2 separate regions of the Arachis hypogaea genome follow, and region 2 is linked to region 1. Evidence: chromatin contacts called from public Hi-C data. All regions are on one chromosome and are shown on one strand. The core of a region is the stretch at or near the end of the contact, and the rest is flanking DNA. Distances in the headings are between cores, read along the strand shown. Region 1 holds the start of LOC112805627 (probable CCR4-associated factor 1 homolog 11). Region 2 holds the start of LOC112696731 (small RNA-binding protein 11, chloroplastic).

Region 1 (5,264 bases), core at 1,753-4,252:
AACCAATTTTAAATAAAGCTTTAGTTCTATTATTTTAATATCGTAAAATTTCAGAATGGTTGTACTTGTGGTTTTAAAGATATGAATTTTTGAAATACGATACGTTATACAATAAAAGCCAGATTCTGTTTTCTTAGATCAACAACTTTGAGAGTTTATAACTTCTGATTATGGATGCATATTCAGGTGCAACTAATTGGAGATGAAAATTAATTATGCTTAGCAGTTGTGATTTAAATTTTAGGGATGTCCATGTTTTAATGAGTGAGTTATGGGACTTGGAAGAGGACATGTTTATTGGCTTTTAAAACAGAATTCTGCAGAAAGTTACTCAACTTCCAAGTTACATAACTCCTTCATTAAAAATTATTTTGACCTGAAAACTAATTGAAAAAGAAACCTGGATATGTTAAGTTGAACCACATTAATTTTTAAATCGATTGGATTTAATTTGAATTTTATATGAAATTTTAGATATCATATGCTGCTGCTGTTTTCTGGCTTCTAAGCACTGTAGAGCAGTCAACGTTTCTCCTCTGTTTCTGAGGCTAGTTAAATCCAAAAATTGTGATTTTTTATTTGTTAGAAAGCTTATTCCGAGATAAATGTCTGGACATAAAGTTTGCCCAATTCCGAGTTTATTTGTTATATTAAAAACAGAAAGGAAAATAAAGTGTCGAAGATGTCTTAGTGATAGTCATGGGTCCGAGAAGTCAAAGATTAATCTTCGTATTATGAGATTGATTTAATGTTAAAGTTGAGTTGATTTTAAGGTTATTCGATATTAAAAAGGTTGAGAAGAGTTTGATAAATGGTTTAGTCAGGACCCAAAAAGGATAAACGTGATGAATTATAAGGGAATGATGTGAAGTTAAATGAATACTTGTTGCTATGGCTATAAAGAACGAATGTAAGGAAATGATGATGATAAATGACGAGATTTAGGAATGACTGTGTGTGGCCAAAATGGTCGATATGGCAAGTTGAGGACGGAAGTTCCCTCTCTTGTCGTGATGTAGGTGTGGGAAGGTGAAAAGACACTCTCCTTCGTATTATTTCCCCCACATTCTTCTCTGGTTGTAAGGCAGAAAGACACACTTCTTCGATGTGGAAAGGCACTCTCCTTCGTATATCCTCCAGGAAAAGGTGTAAAGGCACACTCCTTCGATGTAGAAAGGCACTCTCCTTTGTTTATGATCCTCCTGGAGATGCGCAACCTAGAGACCAATGTCTGGGTTAGCTACCAAATGTGTCAGGTTCTGACAAAATAACTGACACGTGAGCTCATGGCCAGTAGAATAGACATTCATCATATGCATATGTGTGCTTTGTTTGCTATGCCTTAATTGGGAATGCCTAATTGATATATATCACCTACTACTTGTATATTTGCTACTTGTATTATCTGTTCATTACTTGTGCTTGAACTTGTTTAGTTGTTTGTTCTTGTTGCATTATGGATGATGGAGGGATGGAGAAAATGGAGAAATGGTTTGGTGATAGGTGTGGATTGAAATTAAGTTAGGTAGATTTAGAATACCTACCCCTGTTTATAGTTTTTGTTTAGTAATTAAGTTGGATAACTGAATAACGGAGTTCTAAGATTGCCTATGGCATTCTCAAGACCTTATTTATTATACGTGTGATACTTTTACCATGCTGAGAACTTCAAGTTCTCATTCCATATTGTGTTGTTATTTTTCAGATGCAGGTCGAGAAGCTCCTCGCTTGGCGTCTGGATCTTGAAGCGAAGTAGTTCTTCGATGTCTTTTGGGTTTCTGTTCATATTTGTGTATATATGTATTTAGCTTACTCTCCAAGTAACTTATGTATGCTGCTCCTCTTAGAGGTTGAGGGAGAGATAGGAGTTTACTTTGGCATTTTGGTGTATTTTGAGAATACTTATGTATGTTTATATGTAGGGGTGTGCATGGGTCGGGTGAAACCGGGTTTGATATGACCCAGACCCGGCCTGAAATATATACCGGACCTATTTATTAGACCCGAACCCGACTCTAGACCCGATGAAACCTATACACTTTTGGGACACGATTATTTGAATCAGGAGCTAGTTATGTTGTTTCCTTGGCTTTCCTTTCTCTCTTATTTATCTTTATCACTTCCTTTTAGGCTTCTTAACCCGCAAGAAATTCAATTCCTCGAACGTTGCGCTTTTTATTTTGAGCATTTGTTTTACCCGTTTTTCAAGACTCCTAGTTGAGTATCTTTTTTCTTATTATTATTATTATTATTATTAATATTATTATTATTATTATTATTATTATTATTATTATTATATATTTTACTTTTAAAAGTTGTAATACCATACTATTTTAGTCTTATGACTTAAGCATAAGATTAAATATAGTAGGGTGTTATACTAATTGGCTCTAGTTAACTTCACCATTAATTGATCTCCTAAACTTTCCTTAAATGAATACAACTTTACACGCGCATAGCAAAATTCTAAACAAGAACTAGTAGAACGGTGGAAGGCAGCACCTAAAGAAACCAAAGCAACACAAAATTAGAAACTTAAATACATCATTGAATAACATAGAAACTTAGTACTCCTCCCGTGGACCCTAAGCATTCCTGAACCAGTTGTCGCACCACACCTGCATGAAAGGTTCGGACTAGCTGTTCTTTGCTCCCTCTCCCCCGGTTCCAGTTTGAAGCACAAATAGGAAACAACTATATCATGTTTCATTCTTTCTTCATCAAACAATAACATTGTTGAAAATCATCTCATTCCTGTCCTTCCACACAAAACACGTCACCGCAAGAAACTCCTTTTCTTCCTCATACTCCTATCCACCCAAGCCTAAGCATTCCTTAGAGAAACTCAGCCAAAGAAAAAGTAGTGCACGATTTCCAGTTCACCCATACACAGCACACAATTTGCATTCCTTTGTTCTATCCTTTTCTTCGGTTTCTAAGAATTTAACAGAGTTGCTTTCCAGGGTTAAGTTAGAAAGAACATGACTACCGTATATATAAGAATGACAAGAGTCGATGATGAACGAGAACGACTACAACAACGACGGAGAGTTTGTCTGATGCCACCGCCCATGGTTGTTGGTTTTCTGCCATTTTATCGTGCTGCTCAGCCAAGGATTGTGGAACGACTGCCGCTTCTAGAGCCTAGTCCCAATAGTTCGGTTGTGATCAGGCAAGTGTGGGCTACCAACGCTGATTCCGAGTTCCAAATGATAAACAGCCTGATTGACAAATATTGATTTGTCTCCATTGACAATGAATTTCCCAGTGTAGTCATGTTGCCCCACAACAAGACCGACTGGAATCTTGTCCCAGAAAAAACTTACCAAGTCATGAAGGCCAATGTGGACGCACTCAAAATCATTCAACTTGGACTCACTCTGTCATATGAGCACGGCAACCTCCCTGACCTAGGAAATAACAACAAAACTCAGAACTCACTACTTCTGGCAGTTCAATATCCGAGACTTCAACCTCATGTGTGAAATCCACGCAAAGGACTCTGTGGCACTCCTACGCAGCCAGAGCATTGACTTTGCACGTAGTGGCTGGAGTTTCTTTGGTGCATTTTACGAAGTTGGCAGCAGCATCCGGGCTGCTGTTAAACAAAGCACTGACATGGGTCACATTCCATGGTGCTTATGATATTGGATATTTGGTGAAGATTCTGACGTGGGGTGTTCTTCCCACGCGCTTGGAGGAGTTCTTGGAGCTTGTGAAAGAGCTGTTTGGGAGAACTACTTATGACGTGAAGCATGTGATGAGGTTCTGCAATGCCCTCTATGGCGGTTTGGAGAAGGTGGCTGACACACTTCACATAGACCGAGTTGTTAGGCAGTGCCATCAGGCCGGGTCTGACAGACCGAGTTGTTAGGCAGTGCCATCAGGCCGGGTCTGACAGCGTGCTCACCTGCCACACCTTTCACAAGATTAGAGAAATTTATTTTTTGGCTAATGATGATGGGTTTAGGGAATACGTTAATGTATTTTTTTGGGTTGGAAATTGCAAAAGCTTAATAAGGTTGAAAGAAATTATCATATATTAGACTAATCATGTAACAACATTTTGTCAATAAATTACAAAGTAGTATCAAGTGATTATTTTTTAGATATGACAATTATTTTATAACACTTGAATTACAAAGTAGCGATTTTTTTTCAGATAACAGTAACATATATTTGAATATACAGCACAAGTTTTTAGCAGTACCATGTGGGACATTCATGATTTGCTTTATTTTAATGTAGAGACTATGTTGATGCTTTTTACAAGAGATCCTTCATTTGATTTGGGATTGTGTGACATGCATTGTGAAATGGAAATACTAAATATTCTAGTTTAACTTGTTATCTTGGTTGTACATGGGTGTGCTTTGCCATTGTACTGCAATTAACAAGTTAGTCTTTGTTCACGTCTTAGATATTAGAAACAGTTTGAAAATTCATGCTAAATTGTATTCCCAGGACATATCTAGCATCTAGCTTCATGATAATAGAAGTGATTGTGCCCAGCCTAACCTGACACATACTGATGTAATTTCGCTTATCGTGTATGTTGAGGTCCCAAGGTAAAAGGAATTTTGTTACATGTGGCACCAAAATACATTAATTGGAATCAAATCTTATTACAGAAAATTACTTATTAGCTCTTTGTGAAAGTGATCTGAAGATCCAGATTACAGATGTGTTGAAAAATATAGACATAGAAATGCTTTCATTTGCAAAATCTATAGCAAGTGTATTTCAATCATTAGGAAGGCTACAGTTGGAAACTCTTGCCGAGAATTTATTTTTGGATTTGAGAGCACGAGGTATGACTATGACCTTATACTTAATTAAGCTCCTTTGAAATAGTACAAGAAGAGGATCATTGTTCTGTTTTGAAAAGGAGTCTTTATAAAAGTGTATGTTAGTATGTATGCATGCATGTATTTGTTTCTTTTTTGTGTTTTGGATTCCCTTGCACTAATATATAGTACACGGATCCACTGCTGATCAAGTATAATCCAACTATTACACTTGCTTAAGTAGTTATTATGTTGATAGTGATACATTGAGGGTATAAAAATATCAGGCATTATTAGGCACTAATATCTAATTGATCTTCCATGTTGTATTTTCTTGAAAGTAAATTCTATCTAATCAAACTGAAGTTATTTTCTGAACCATTATAAGGCACTAGACTTGACTTTGGAGTCCTTTTCAGAGAAAAGAAAAAAAAAGAGAAGGAGGGGGGGGGGGGCAGGGGAAGGGGAAGTGTATTT
Region 2 (5,662 bases), core at 2,648-5,147, 540 kb after region 1:
TCTTTTTTCTCTAGTTCAAAACTACTCCTATATATACTACTCTTCATGATTTTTTAGTGAGTTCTTCAAGTCTTGGATGTGGGCTTTGGACCTTGAGTTGAAGCAATCCTCATCTTTAGTGGGCCCAGCTTGCAGAGAAATATGAATTAGGCTTGGGCATTTAGTGAGATTAATCGTGGAATACATTTCTGGGTGCGAGAACGTTAGTGGCATTCACCTTTTCCACTAACGTTCCACCCTTATATGCCCACGTTATTCTCAACGTTAGAAGTCTTAACGTGACTTCTAACGTTCCTTCTCAATTCTTGGCCAACGTTAATGTGACTCACTTTTTCCATTAACGTTGGCTTGTGCCCCTTTTCGCAAACGTTAATGGAAATCACTTTTTCCATTAATGTTGCTTGCCCTTTTGCCTCCTATGTTAGGTCTTACGTTAGCTTAGCTAACATAGCTCTTAACGTGGGCACCTATCACCTTCGAGAGCGTTAGTGACACTCACCTTTGTCACTAACGCTCTAATTGCCTTAATCCCCTACGTTAGAACCCATGTTAACTAAGTTAACGTGCCTTTTAACGTAGTAATGAAGCCATCTTCCAACGTTAGTGACAAAAATGAGTGTCACTAACATTGGTTCTTTGAACCCCACTCCACGTTAACTTTCACGTTAACAATATTAACGTGAGAGTTAACGTAGGCAATGAAAATGATCCAACGTTAGTGACAAAAGTGAGTGTCACTAATGTTGGCAGTGTTGATCCTTGTCCACGTTAGAGTTCACGTTAACTTAGTTAACGTGACTCTTAACGTGGGGCATTGCCTAGTTTCCCAACGTTAGTGGTGTTCACTTTTACCACTAGCGTTGAGGAGAAACGTTATTGGAGTTCACGTTTCTCATTAACGTGGAGTACTCCTTTCCTTCTACGTTAAGTACCACGTTAACTTAGTTAACGTGACTCTTAACGTAGGCTATGAAGTGGCTTCGCAGGCGTTATTGGTGATCACTTTTCTCATTAACGTTGTAAGCCAATTGCCATCCCACGTTAGTAGTCACGTTAACTAAGTTAACGTGAATGCTAACGTGATTCTTCCATGCTTCATTTGTCCTGAAATCAAGCAATTAAAGTGCATCAAAGCTCTAGCCAAAATCATGATATTATGCGTCATTAAAATATCATGTAATTTTGGCAAAAAATCTCATGAAATCATGCAAAATTCACAATAGTTGCTTGAATGAAGGTGTAAGTGTATTTTCACCTAAAACTTGCCTTGTTTACTAGGAAAATGCACGAAACTACCCTAAAACAGTAAAGAAAAGGTCAGTGAAACTGGCCTAGATGCCTTGGCATCAGTCTCAGAACATTATCGTTGTTACCAAAGATCTAGTAATCAATACCGTACGATGGCGGACAACATTCTAGAAGATAGACACACGACTTCCAATTCGGAAGCCTGCGAAGAAGAGTCACATAATGATAAACGAGCGTTAGTCATACCTTCCCGAATGGATAAAGAAAAAGGTGTTGTCAGAGACACATATCAGTCAAACCCGGAAGGACACAAGATAAGCTAAAAAATTCATCGATCTGAAGGATCCAAGCCAAGAACTGCCTTGAGACAAAACACTTAGAGTCAATAACTTCAAACATCTTTCCTTGGTTAAATTGTAAACTAAACTGGTTCAAGGATTCTCATAATACAATTTGAATTTAGTTTTTGAAATATTCTTGATTCTCAAGTATGCAAGATCCATAAAAATAAGAGAAGTCTGTATGTAATCATGGGAGATCCCACCATTACTTGGACTTGAATTGACAATATCTTCAATTCTTTAGTTAGTTTTAGGTTTTTTTTATTAGTTTTCTTAGATTTAAATCAAAGTTCTTATGTTTTTAGTGAAGATTTGATGTAATCATATGTTTGGAGTTGTTTTAGAATGATTGTGTTTTCAGACAATGTTTAAAGCAAAACAGGATGAATTTTATGAGAAAACACAAGTGCATTTCCAAAGAGGAACATAAGGTTGGTGCCAGGCTTGAAAAGACCAAGCTGAACACCCTGGCACCCAACACCCTTGCTCCAAGTTGGGCACCCAACCTTCAAGCCCAACTCCAAGGAAGTGGCGCCCAGCACCCTAATCCCATGCCCAGTGCCCAACTCTTCCATCACAAAGCCTAGCGTCTTCGTGCTTGGGAAAAGGCAAAGTGGGCTGGCGCCCAGCGTCCAAATCCTGAGCCCAGCTCCAAGTGTAAATTTCACTCCCAATGATCCAAAATGTTTTAAAGTCCAGCGCCAATTCAAGGAGCCCAGCGCCAAGACTAAATTCAACTCCCAGGAAGCTTCAATTCAATTTAAGATTCAAAATTTAAATGATTAGTTATCAAGAACTTCTTCTAGGTAGATAGGATATGATTATTAGGATTTAGATTAGATTACGTTTGAATTTGAATAGGTTGTTATTTTTTTCTTCGAAAGATAAGTTTAGTTTTTGAATTTCAAAGGGTTAGGAAGTTAGGATATAAATACGTGAACAAGGTTCACAAGAAGGATCGGAGATATTGGAGTCTATGGATCAAAACTCTTTAGTCTTAGGTTATTTTTCTTTCTACCATGAGTAACTAAACCTCCTCTATTAAAGGTTAGGAGTTCTATTTTATTTTTATGGATTAATAATACAAGCGTTTTCTTTATTTTAATTTCATGCTCTTCTACTTTTTCAATATTGAGTTTCGTTCTTCATATTTAATGATTAGAAGTAACAAAAATATTCTAACTTTGTTTTAAATTCTATTATTATTTTAGAAAATTTAATATCAGAATTAACTTGAAACTCTTTCTCATGGTTTTCAACTTGACTAGGAATAGTATTTTGAAAGTTGTGTGGTTTTAAATCGAAACCGTTCTTTACCTCTTTTCTTAATTAGGTCACCAAAGAATTGGCAATTAATTAAGTTAAGAGAAATTAGATTGCTAAGAAATTGGAATTTTATTATAAATGATTTGCTGTGAAAAATTTTTTGCATGAGTCTAAGAGAATCTAAAGTGTTGCTTTTTTTAAGAATTTAACATTTGCAAAGCCTTTTGACATCCTCTCTATTCTTGATTATCTCTACAAAATTTCTAAGCTTTCTCTCATGTACAATAACAATCATTTTTACTATTCTTGCTTCTACTTCACTATCCAGATTCTTCTTACCAAGGTTTGATTGATCTAATTAGAGATTCAATTAGATGTTACATGATTCAATTCGTTAATCCTCGTGTGAACGATATCCACTTACCGTGGTATTACTTAATGCAATTTGGTGCACTTGCCAATATCTAAGCGTATTAGTTTTGGCTAATTAAGTTTTTGGTGTAATTGTTGGAGATTAATTGAAATTGACAACAAAGAAACATCCGATTGAATTACTTAGATCGTGTTTTATTTTATTTTCTTTATTCCGTTTAATTATTCTTTCCTTCTGTCTTTTTCTTCTTTACTCCACACGATACATTTGATTTCTTGTTGTTTTTGTGCATGCAAGGGGAAGAGGATTGTATTCTCTTCGATCCGAAAGTTGAGAAGACACTTGCACAAATAAGAAAGAGATCAAGGACTAAGAAAGAAGAGGTAGAAAGAATGGCAGAGGAGATTCTTCCCAAACGTTAGGGACGGTCTCGGATCTAAGCTTTATTTAAGGGTTTACCGTTGGCCAATAAGTTACTGTATGCACAAGGTGGGATTCAAATCCCCGACACTTACTTAAGCGGATATGAGTGAGTTGACCACTCGACCAACTCAAGTTGGTTAATTGGTTGCCATTTTTTTTTTGTGCAATTGGTTGCTACATTTGTGAGTAACCAAAGCAAAAACAATAATTAGATGCTGATCAAGTTGTTGCAAGCTAGCCCACATCAAAGCTGGGCTTGCTGTGGGTGTTAAGCCCACTTACAACTGAGAGGAGACTATTTGGTAATTTGGGTGTGAGCTTGGAAATTGGTCGGCGCTGCTTCCATTATTGTGTGTTGGAAGCTCCAACTCGATGGCGGCTTTTCGGAGAATGATTAGCTTCGGATCGAACAGAACTTTGACTCCACCCTCTCTTCTCACTTTCCGCAGAGGAATCGCTTTCAAGCTCTTCGTTGGAGGTCTCTACCCTCAACTCTCAAAACCTCTTACTTGTTCTTTCTCTTCCTACTTCTCTATTCATTGGAGTTCTCTCGTTTTTTATCTCCTGCAAATTTTGCACTAATTATTTATATTATTTTCTTATTTATTTATTCATTTATTTTGATGAAGCGTCTGAAACCTGTCTTCCTGTATCACTTCTTTATATTAAGTGACTCCAATGTGAACCCATCCAAAACGAATTACACTGGTTTGAATAGTTTGAAAAGGAGATGATTGGACAACCATATGTTAATTCAATATAATTGTCAACTTACTTTGTGCAAAATAGGATGTGTATGTGAAAATTAAATTTGGAAAGTTAAAGTGTTTATTTCTTCATTTATTTTAAATGAATGTTCACTGAGTTGTATGTTGTCACTGTTATGTGTTATAGAATCATTTCCGTGTTCACTTTGTTGCTCAATGGGATCTAGCCATTCATCATCATCTTGTTTGGCAAACAATGGAACATCACATAACAAATCAATCTCAGGGCTTTATGCTGCTGTCAAAATATTTCCCATTGTTGCTGTTTTCAACAGCTAGTTAACTTGAATGTATGAATTGTGTTTTATTTTAGCTTTTGGGAAAGGGTCATTCATCGTTGGAATTATGCTGCGCCGTTCATTATTTTGCAGGATTGTCTGTGCACACGACGGAGAAAGGATTGACAGATGCTTTCTCTGATTGCGGACAAGTAATTGAAGGTAGCTTCAGAATAAGAAAAATGCACTAACATTATTAATAGCTAGTATCTCATGGTTTAGGCTTCTGGAGTTGTGACTGTTTTAAACTTTTAATTGTGTTTACAGCTAAAATTATAACAGACAGGGTATCGGAGAGATCTAAAGGGTTTGGGTTCGTCACCTTTGCTTCACGGGTTGAGGCTGCGAATGCCATTTCACAGATGAATGGGAAGGTAAATTTATCAAACTTGCCACACTCCTCTTCTGTTGTGGGAGGCTTAGAATTTAGTAGAGTGAAAATTGGCACTAAGTTTTTACATATTGCAGGCACTAAATGGCCGCGATATCTTTGTTGATTATGCGAAACCAACTTATTTCAAGAGTACTGGAATGCCCATTGCAAGAGGACCCCCTGAACTCCCCACAGTTGATAGTTGATTTTCCATATGAGATATTGTATTTGATGCAGCTGAATTGCCCACAATATTTTGCAGACCATGTAGGTAGCATATGCAGAACTGAGTATCTTTTAGGATCATGGATGCACACAATTACAACAATTACAAGAATTGCTCAGCAGAACAAAGTAATAGGTGAAGGATTTATGTAATAGAATACTGGCGTTTGGAGAATTTTTTGGCCGTTTTCTGTGTAGTATACTGGCAGAGTAGCGTGGATTTGCACGGTACATGTGTTTTTGTTTGGATACAGAAGAGATATGACTAATTTTTGAAAAACCTTGGTTGAATAAGTAGTAGTGCATATATAATTTGAAATACAATTTCATGCATGAGAATATGATTACAAAAAGCAAGAAAGTAAGTA

Evidence for each region. Hi-C and Micro-C count contacts between places; a contact is called where the count stands out from the background.
Region 2: a contact with region 1 is called in a Hi-C map of leaf, with 6 times the contacts expected there. The contact joins the promoter of LOC112696731 here to the promoter of LOC112805627 in region 1. A contact is called at or near these places in 3 of 8 Hi-C or Micro-C datasets (all in leaf).

What each region holds. Positions count from the first base shown.
Region 1 is chr6:75,646,076-75,651,339 of arahy.Tifrunner.gnm2.J5K5, forward strand. LOC112805627 (probable CCR4-associated factor 1 homolog 11) reads left to right here and starts at 3,003. Exons shown (of 3, transcript XM_025847985.1): 1 at 3,003-3,172; 2 at 3,269-3,479; 3 at 3,578-3,874. The coding sequence starts at 3,003. The coding sequence ends at 3,874.
Region 2 is chr6:76,182,529-76,188,190 of arahy.Tifrunner.gnm2.J5K5, forward strand. It overlaps LOC112696731 (small RNA-binding protein 11, chloroplastic), which reads left to right and starts at 3,898. Exons shown (of 4, transcript XM_025749574.2): 1 at 3,898-4,129; 2 at 4,790-4,858; 3 at 4,964-5,070; 4 at 5,165-5,588. The coding sequence starts at 4,024. The coding sequence ends at 5,275.